2 separate regions of the Sus scrofa genome follow, and region 2 is linked to region 1. The links are chromatin contacts, called in public HiChIP or PLAC-seq maps. All regions are on one chromosome and are shown on one strand. The core of a region is the stretch at or near the end of the contact, and the rest is flanking DNA. Distances in the headings are between cores, read along the strand shown.

Evidence for each region. HiChIP or PLAC-seq counts read pairs in DNA pulled down with a chosen protein or histone mark.
Region 2: an H3K27ac HiChIP or PLAC-seq map of alveolar macrophages shows a contact between it and region 1. The contact joins the enhancer-like site here to the promoter of BECN1 in region 1. A contact is called at or near these places in 2 of 5 promoter capture datasets (fetal liver and liver), 13 of 47 Hi-C or Micro-C datasets (embryonic fibroblasts, epiblast stem cells, fetal liver and 7 more) and 2 of 2 datasets of contacts at active chromatin or transcription factors (alveolar macrophages and skeletal muscle).

The regions. Positions count from the first base shown.
Region 1 is chr12:20,039,434-20,043,997 of Sscrofa11.1, forward strand. BECN1 (beclin 1) reads left to right here and starts at 2,537. Exons shown (of 12, transcript NM_001044530.1): 1 at 2,537-2,674; 2 at 2,946-3,074. The coding sequence starts at 2,948.
Region 2 is chr12:20,129,946-20,134,509 of Sscrofa11.1, forward strand. EZH1 (enhancer of zeste 1 polycomb repressive complex 2 subunit) reads left to right here. Exons shown (of 22, transcript NM_001243206.1): 13 at 1-133; 14 at 2,300-2,391; 15 at 4,380-4,405. Among named protein-coding and RNA genes, the nearest start is that of EZH1, 24 kb to the left of the region's middle. Within about 2 kb of position 2,631, at least 6 of the 83 cell types and tissues checked have an H3K27ac peak or open chromatin away from gene starts, as enhancers often do. A contact at or near this core is called in alveolar macrophages, liver and retroperitoneal adipose tissue, where this site is marked.

The sequences.
Region 1 (4,564 bases), core at 1,287-3,786:
AGATCACTGACATTGTCACTGCAGCGGCTTGGGTCACTGCTGTGGCTGGAAACTTCCACATGCTGAAAGCACAGTTAAAAAGAATACATAAGTAGGAGTTCCTGTTGTGGCTCAGTGGGTTAAGAACTTGACATTGTGTCCATGAGGATGCCAGTTTGATTCCTGACCTCACTCAGTGGGTTAAGGATCCAGCATTGTGGCAAGCTGCAGTACAGGTCACAGATGCAGCTCGTACCCAGTGTGGCTGTGGCTGTGGTGTAGGCCAGCAGCAGCAGCTCCTATTAGACCTCTAGCCTGGGGAACTTCCATATGCTTTGGTGCAGCCCTAAAAAGAAAAAAAAAAGTTTTAATTAAAAAATTAAATAAACAATCCCTATTAATGGAGGAAATTTATCAGAGAAGCAGAGAACTCTGTAGCTGTGGTATAAGATGGCAGCTATAGCTCCAGTTCAACCCCTAAGCTGGGAACCTCCATATGGCTCGGGTACGGTCCTAAAAAGACATTAAAATAAAATAAATGTAAAATAAAATAAATTGGAATTCCCGTCATGGTGCATCGGAAATGAATCCAACTAGGAACCATGAGGCTGCCGGTTTAATCCCTGGCCTTGCTCAGTGGGTTAAGGATCTGGCATTGCCATGAGCTGTGGTGTAGTTTGCAGTCCCGGCTCGGATCCTGTGTTGCTGTGTCTGTGATGTAGGCCGGCAGCTGTAGCTCCGATTGGACCCCTAGCCTGGGAACTCCATATGCTGAGGGTGCAGCCCTAGAAAAGACAAAAAATAAAAAATTAAAATTAAAATAAAATAAATAAAATACCAGCTTTATCACATACCAAACCCCCTAGTATACTTGGCTTTTTTTTTTTTTTTTTTTTTTTGCTTTTTTTAGGGCCACATATGGAAGTTCCCAGGATAGGGGTGGAATCGGAGCTGCAGCTGCTGGCCTACGCCACAGCCACAACAAGCAGGATCCAAGCTGTGTCTGCGACCTACAACACAGATCATGGCAACTCAGGATCCTTCACCCACTGAGTGAGGCCAGGGATGGAACCTGCATCCTCATGGATGCTAGTCAGAATCGTTTCCGCTGCTCCACAAAGGGAACTCCTACTTGGCTTTTTTTTTTTTTTTTTTTGTCTTCTTGCCATTTTTCTTGGGCCAATCCCACGGCATATGGAGGTTCCCAGGCTAGGGGTCCAATCAGAGCTGTAGCCGCCGGCCTATGCCAGAGCCACAGCAACACGGGATCCGAGCCATGTCTTCGACCTACACCACAGCTCACGGCAACGCCGGATCCTTAACCCACTTAGCAAGGCCAGGGATCGAACCCTCAACCTCATGGTTCCTAGTCGGATTCGTTAACCACTGAGCCATGACGGGAACGCCTTGGCTTATTTTTTAACTACATTCTGTTCCATTGATTTTCCTGCACTAAGAAAAAAAAAAGTTTTAGTTTTAAAATTTTATAATTCATTTCAACCTGAAGTGTTCCACTTTCCCTAATTATAATTGAAACTTATATAGAAATAGAAAATGGGGAGTTCCCGTCGTGGCGCAGTGGTTAACGAATCCAACTAGGAACCATGAGGTTGCGGGTTCGGTCCCTGCCCTTGCTCAGTGGGTTAAGGATCCGGCGTTGCCGTGAGCTGTGGTGTAGGTTGCTAGACGCGGCTCGGATCCCGTGTTGCTGTGGCTCTGCGTAGGCTGGTGGCTACAGCTCCGATTCCACCCCTAGCTTGGGAACCTCCATATGCCGCGGGAGCGGCCCAAGATATAGCAAAAAGACAAAAAAAAAGAAAAAAAAAGAAATAGAAAATGAAGGAGTTCCCATTGTGGCTCAGAGGGTTAAGAGTCCGAATAGTAGATCCCTGGCCTCGCTCAATGGGTTAAGGATCTGGTGTTGCCACAAGCTGCAGAACAGGTTGCTGATGCCAAACGGATCTGGCGTTTGGGTGGCTGTGGCATCGGCCGACAGCTGCAGCTCAGATTGGACCCGTAGCCTGGGAACTTCCATATGTCCCACGTGTGGCCATAAAAAGGAAAAAAAAAAAAAAAGTATAACTTTGTATTTCCTGCCGTGGCTCAGCGGGTAGCGAACCGACCTACATCCAAGAGGAGGTGGCTGCGATCCCTGGCCTTGATCAGTGGGTTAAGGATGCGGCGTTGCAGTGAGCTGTGGTGTAGGCTGCAGACTCAGCTCGGAGACTGCGCAGCTGTGTCCTAGGCCGGCAGCTTCTTGGAGCCCTAGCCTGGGAACCTCCATATGCCGCGGGTGGGTCCCTAAAAAGACAAAAAAAGGGGGGGCATAACTTTATAGGTATTAAAAACTAAATTAGAGAAGGATGGATTGTCCTGACTCCCTCCCAATTCGGTCCTTCCACTTCCCCGCCCCCCAGCACCGGCCCTCCAGCCCATGCCTGCCGCGTTTCCTAGCTCAGCCCCTAGATGCCGCAGCCGGACAGGAGAGGGTGGACGGCGACTGAACTCCCCTACCCTCAGCTGCGGCAGCTGCTGTGACGTCACATCCGGTCCCGACGGAAGTCCTCCGCTGGCCGACCGGGAAGTAGGTGAAGGCTAGGCGATGGCAATTTTGGAGGCCCTGGTCCCGGGTAGACCCACGGCCACGATGCCCCCGCGGTAGACCGGACCAGGGTAGCGGGCTCCGGGTCCCGAGGTGAAGAGCATGCGTGGCTGAACCGCGTCCTTGGAAGGGAACCTGGAAACCTTGACAGTCCCTATTGCAAACCCTCCTTGTCTTTGGGTCGTAAACCGCTTTTGCTGGGGCTAACCCCGGAAGAGGTCCGCCTGGTACCCCACCGGTCCTTCAGGGAACGGCGCGGGCGGGGATTTTACCCCTGCACCACACCAGCAAGGCAGGTGGAGCCCCAGACCGAGGGTTCAGGGCGCCGGTTTTCCGTAACATCCTTTCCTTTCCACCGCCGCAGGGATGGAGGGGTCTAAGACATCCAGCAGCACCATGCAGGTGAGCTTCGTGTGTCAGCGCTGCAGCCAGCCCCTGAAACTGGACACGAGCTTCAAGATCCTGGATCGTGTTACCATTCAGGAGCTTACAGGTTAGCGAGGACCCTTGGAAAGAGGGTGGTCAGGATCGTTGAAAGTGGGCAGCTTTGGAAATGAAGATCTTAAGGACTATACATCTGCCATAGACATGCCTCCTGAGCCTAGAAAAGTCCCTTCATCTCTCTGGCTTTTTGTTTTCTCATAGGAAACATAGAGGAGTTCTGACACTGTGTACTCCTGAGAGCTTTCTATAGCAAGGAAAGGTCCTTAGTTTTCTGCTCTTGTTGCTTCATAGTAAAGGAATGTGTATATATAATATTAAACAGCATTTGTTGAGGGCTTGCCATATACCAAGTGCATTACATGCTTTACTTTTAGTTTAGTCCCTGCAGCAACCCCTATGGAGTAGTACAGTTTTACTCCCTTGTGGAGTAGTAGTAAAGTTATCTTTTACCCATGAAGGGTTAAGGCTAAGAAAGGTTAAATAACTTACCCAGCTGGTAAGTAGAGGAACAAGGTTCTCAAAGTCCTAGGAAGTGACATAAAGCTAGAAAAAAAAGACCGAATAGGTAGGTTTTTTTGTTTTGGCTTTGTTTTTTGGCTGCACCACTTGCAGAAGTTCCTGGGCCAGGGATCGAACCCACACCACAGCTCTGTAACCAGAGCTATAGCAGTGACAACACCAGGTTCTTAACCTTAAGCCAAGAGGGAACACCTGAATAGGCAGTGTAAATAAACTCACAAGTCTGGAGTTAGCCTGCTTGGATTTTTTTTTTTTTTTTTTTTTTTTTGGCTTTTTAGGGCTGCACCCGTGGCATATGGAGGTTCCCAGGCTAGGGTTCCAATCAGAGCTGTAGCTGCTGGTCTGCAACACAGCCACAGCAACGCCAGGTCCTTAACCCACTGAGCAAGGCCAGGGATCGAACCTGTGTCCTCATGAGTGCTAGTCAGATTTGTTTCCACTGAGCCACGATGGGAACGCCCCGCTTGGATTTAAATCCTGACAGTCATTTACTAACTGAATGACTTTTTGCAAGTTACTTCACCTCTCTAAGCCTTGATTTCTTGGTTTCTTTATCGGCAAAGTATCAGATAATCTCAAGGTATTTGGAAAATTTCAAACATACAGTCAAGAAAATAGCATAATGAACTCTCTTGTATCCATCATCTAGCTTTATTTTATTTTATTTATGTATTTTTTTTTGTCTTTTTGCTATTTCTTTTTTTTTTTTTTGTCTTTTTTTGTTGTTGTTGTTGCTATTTCTTGGGCCGCTCCTTCCCAGGCTAGGGGTTGAATCGGAACTGTAGCCACCGGCCTACGCCAGAGCCACAGCAACTCGGGATCCGAGCCGCGTCTGCAACCTACACCACAGCTCACGGCAACGCCAGATCGTTAACCCACTGAGCAAGGGCAGGGACCGAACCCGCAACCTCATGGTTCCTAGTCGGATTCGTTAACCACTGCGCCACGACGGGAACTCCCCTTTTTGCTATTTCTTTGGGCTGCTCCCTTGGCATATGGAGGTTCCCAGGCTAGGGGTTG
Region 2 (4,564 bases), core at 1,381-3,880, 91 kb after region 1:
CGTAGTGGAAGCGCCCTCAGAGCCCGTGGAGTGGACCGGGGCTGAAGAATCTCTTTTTCGAGTCTTCCATGGCACCTACTTCAACAACTTCTGTTCGATAGCTAGGCTTCTGGGGACTAAGACATGCAAGCAGGTACTGTCTGAAAGGGGTAGGAATGAGCCTGCACCCTCCTTTCATCCCTGCTCTGGCAGCCTTTTGGCCATCTTTTAGGGCTGCCTGTCTGGCCAGAGCTGTCTTAGGCTTAGTGCCTCATAAACCTGTGTTTCTAGGCGAGAGGTGGGTTCCCCCAACATGCTACCTCCTGTAGATTCATGCCTAGCAGTGCTTGGGGAGCTTCTCAACTTGTCGAATTCTTATTTCCGTCTCTAGGCACTAACTTTTCTAGATGTTTCTACTCTCTTTAAGCTTTGTTGTTGTTGCTGTTCCCACCTTTCTTTCTAAACGTGCACCTCATTTCCTAGAAGGGACTCCTGGGGCTTTCTGGGGATCTTCTTATCTTGCGCTCCTGCTCCTGCTTCTGTGGCTGCAGCCTCCCCTCCCTCCATTGGTCTCCTCAGTTGCTTTATTCTTTAAATGTTCTATTGCTAGATTTTCTAGTACCATCCCTGATGTCTGGGCCTGGACCTTGCCCTTCTCACTCATATCACAGTTTGATAGCAGCTGCTGATGCTCTGAAAGCAGGAAAAGCCTGCAATGGGAAGATAGGCTGAAGCGCAAAGACAGGGAGTCAGTTGTTAGAGCCAATCTGTCCAAAGAGAGATGAACCCTAGAGGTTGAGCCCTGCTCACTTAGCTCCCTAACTTCTGGAAAAGTCTTTGTGACCTCTTCTTCATGCTCCCTCTACTTAGAACAAGCAGTAAAACCATGAGCTGAAGTGCCCTTGGCTTTCCTTTTGGGGCTCATATCTATTTTCCTAAGAAACAGGTTCTTGACCTAAAGGTCTGCAGAACTGTGTGCAAAACAGTTTTTTTGTGTATTTTCCTGAGAAGATTAATAATTTTCATGGAATTTCAAGAGCACCTCTGAGTTCCCTCTGTGGTGCAGTTGATTAAGAATCCAACTGCATGGACTTCCTGTCGTGGTGCAGCAGAAACGAATCTGACTAGGAACCATGAGGTTGCGGGTTTGATCCCTGGCCTCACTCAGTGGGTTAAGGATCCAGTGCTGCTGTGAGCTGCAGTGTAGGTCGAAGACGTGGCTCAGATCTAGTGTTGCTGTGGCTCTGGCGTAGGCCAGCAGCTACAGCTCCAATTAGACCCCTAGCCTGGGAACCCCCACATGCTGCAGATGCAGCCCTAAAAGGCCAAAAGACCAAAAAAAAAAAAAAAAAACCAAGTGCAGCAGCTCAGGTTGCTGCAGAGTTGCAGGTTCAACCCCCAGGCTGGCCCAGTGGGTTGGGGATCTGGCATTGCTGCAGCTGCTGCATAGGTCATAACTAAGGCTGTGATCCTGTCTCTGGTCTGGGGTATGGCCTTAAAAAAAAAAGAGAGAGAGAGAGAGAGGGCTTATAGCCAATAAGGAAAATAAAAAGTTAAAAACAAATGTTCTGGAGTTCTCATCATGTCTCAGTGGTTAATGAATCCGACTAGGAACCATGAGGTTGCAGATTCAATCCCTGGCCTCGCTCAGTGGGTTAAGGATCTGGTGTTGCCGTGAACTATGGTATAGGTCACAGACTCAGCTCGGATCCCATGTTGCTCTGGTTGCATAGGCCAGCGGCTACAGCTCTGATTAGACCCCTAGCCTGGGAACCTCCATATGCTGCGAGTGTGGCCCTAGAAAAGACAAAAAAAAAAAAAAAAAGACATAAATAAATAAAAGCAAATGTTCTGAGAGAAGCAGCACATTGAAAGGGAACCAGCCTTTCTGAAATGCTGTCCTACTGAAGTAGTCAAGTCTCTGACACTTTTATGTCAACAGAGGGAGCTAGTGCTTAGCTAGGTGGTACCTCTCATGTCAGACTCAGTTACACAAGGTACACACACATTGGTGCCCTTCCTAAGAGGCAGATACCATTGGTAAGAATTGGCCCACTCAGGGCAGAGTAGGCAGAGCAGTAGATGAAAGCTTCTGACCAGGAGAACTGTACCTGTGTCCAGTATTTCTTTTCAAATCAGGATACACACTTAAGAATTAACTTCGGAGTCAGTGACCCGATGTCTCAGGGACTCTCTCTCTCCCTACTGAAGATGCTCAGTCATCTGCCCACAGGCTCTCCAGAACCCTCCCAAGCCTGGCACCTGGCTAGGTCACTCATCTGACCACTCAGCTCAAGGCCCTATTGGATTTCTCTTCCAGGTCTTCCAGTTCGCAGTGAAAGAATCACTTATCCTGAAGCTGCCAACAGATGAGCTCATGAACCCCTCGCAGAAGAAGAAGAGAAAGCACAGGCAAGGCTTGGGCGGAGGGCTTTCTGTAGCCAGGCTGTTCCCTGTGCCCTGACCTCCCCTGTGACTTCCCTTCTGTCTCCTTCTTTGTCTGCTGCCCATCAGTTTGGCATCACCAGCGGGGAGCCAGCTTCCTCAGTGCTACCTGCGGGTCTGTGCCTTGGACCAGCCCTTCCCTTGCCCCTCTGTGCTGTGGACCATGAAAGAACTGGTTTTCCGTTTAAGCTCCTGGCCAGTAGGTTGTGAACTGGCCTCATGGCTCCACCCCGAGGCCATGTCTTCTCATTGGTTGTTAGTTACCACTTCCCCACTTCTCAACTCTGACCAGAGTTTTGTTTTTTTTTTTTTGGTTTTTTTGGTTTCTTTTTGTTTTTGGCACTTGCGTTGTTTTTTTAAGTTGCATAATAACACTGATTGCTAGCTAGCCTTTGCTTAGGATTGAAAATGCTTTGTTTTGTTTGTCTTTTTACCGTTTCTTGGGCCTCTCCCGCGGCACATGGAGGTTCCCAGGCTAGGGGTCTAATCAGAGCTGTAGCCACCGGCCTACGCCAGAGCCACAGCAACACCAGATCCAAGCCACGTCTGCGATCTACACCACAGCTCACGGCAACGCTGGATCCTTAACCCACTGAGCAAGGCCAGGGACTGAACCCACAACTTTGTGGTTCCTAGTTGGATTTGTTAACCACTGCGCCATGACGGGAACTCCTGTTTTGTTTTTTAATTTGACAGTTTCTTCCTTAAGGAACTGACATGGGCTCTAGATAGGAAAGGAGATCCCTGTGGCTTCTCCCTTTCAATTTCTTTACCCAGAGCAGATTCCAGAAAAGCCTTCCCACTGCCCCATCCTGAAACGCCCCCACACCTCCACCTCCCCAAAGGGAGAAACAATAGCATTTTAATAGACATAGAGGGTTGGGTTTTGTTTTGTATCTGTTTTTTGTTCTTTTGTGTATGTTTGTATATCAAGGGGGTTTTTTTGTGTCTAAACCTTGAGACACAGGCCTGCTGCAGGTAGGATGGACTCCAGCTTCTATGGAGCAGCGTAAAGGCCTCCTGTGAGGGCCTCTGGGGAGGATCATCAGTCATCAGACCGCAGTCCCTTAAAGCGGATCATGCTGTCACTTACCCAAATCTGCAGAATTCTCCAGGGCTGTGACCCAGAGCCATATCATCTCTTTCAGGTTGTGGGCTGCACACTGCAGGAAAATTCAGCTGAAGAAAGGTAAGTTCTGCCAGGGCGCTCCGCTCAGGTCCAGCCTGAAGCCCCCCTCCCCGCCTCACCTGTGGCTGCACTTGACCCTGGGTTTCCTCGCGTTGCAGATTCCCCTGCAGCGGCTGAGAAGCTCAGCTCCTCCCTGTGGCCAGGAAGACCACTCAGGAGGTAGAGTTACGGGCCTCGTGATCTCTGACTTTGATCATGTGCCATTTGCCAGGTTCTAGGCATCATTTACTGTTTAAAATAACTGCCCCGTAACCTGGACCATTTCCACGCTCTCCCCACAAAGCAAATCACCCCCTTGTAGCTTATGAACCACCAGCACTTGTGATTGCTTCTCACTTCAGGTGCTAAATGTGTGTCCAAGTTTACGGTCAGAACAAACCTTCTTCAGGGAGTTCCCGTCGTGGCTCAGCAAAAACTATTCAGACTAGTGGGAGTTCCCGTCGTGACGCAGTGGTTAACGAATCCAACTAGGAACCATGAGGTTGCGGGTTCGATCCCTGGCCTTGCTAAGTGGGTTAAGGATCCAGCGTTGCCGTGAGCTGTGGTGTAGGTTGCAGATGCAGCTCGGATCCCACGTTGCTGTGGCTCTGGCGTAGGCCAGTTGCTACAGGTCCGATTAGACCCCTAGCCTGGGAACCTCCATATGCGGTGGGATCAGCTTAAGAAAAGGCAAAAAGACAAAACAAAAAAAAAAAAAAAAAAAACTATTCAGACTAGTATCCACAAGGATGCAGGTTCGACCCCTGGCCCCTCTCAGTGGGTTAAGGATCTGGCATTGCCGTGAGCTGTGCTGTAGGTCGCAGATTCGGCTCATGGCTGTGGCGTGGTGTAGGCTGGCAGCTACAGCTCCAATTGGACCCCTAGCCTGGGACCTCCATATGCCGAGGGTGCGGCCCTAAAAAGCAAAAAAGAAAAGAACCTCCTTCGAAGAGGAGTGATGAGACACTTAGG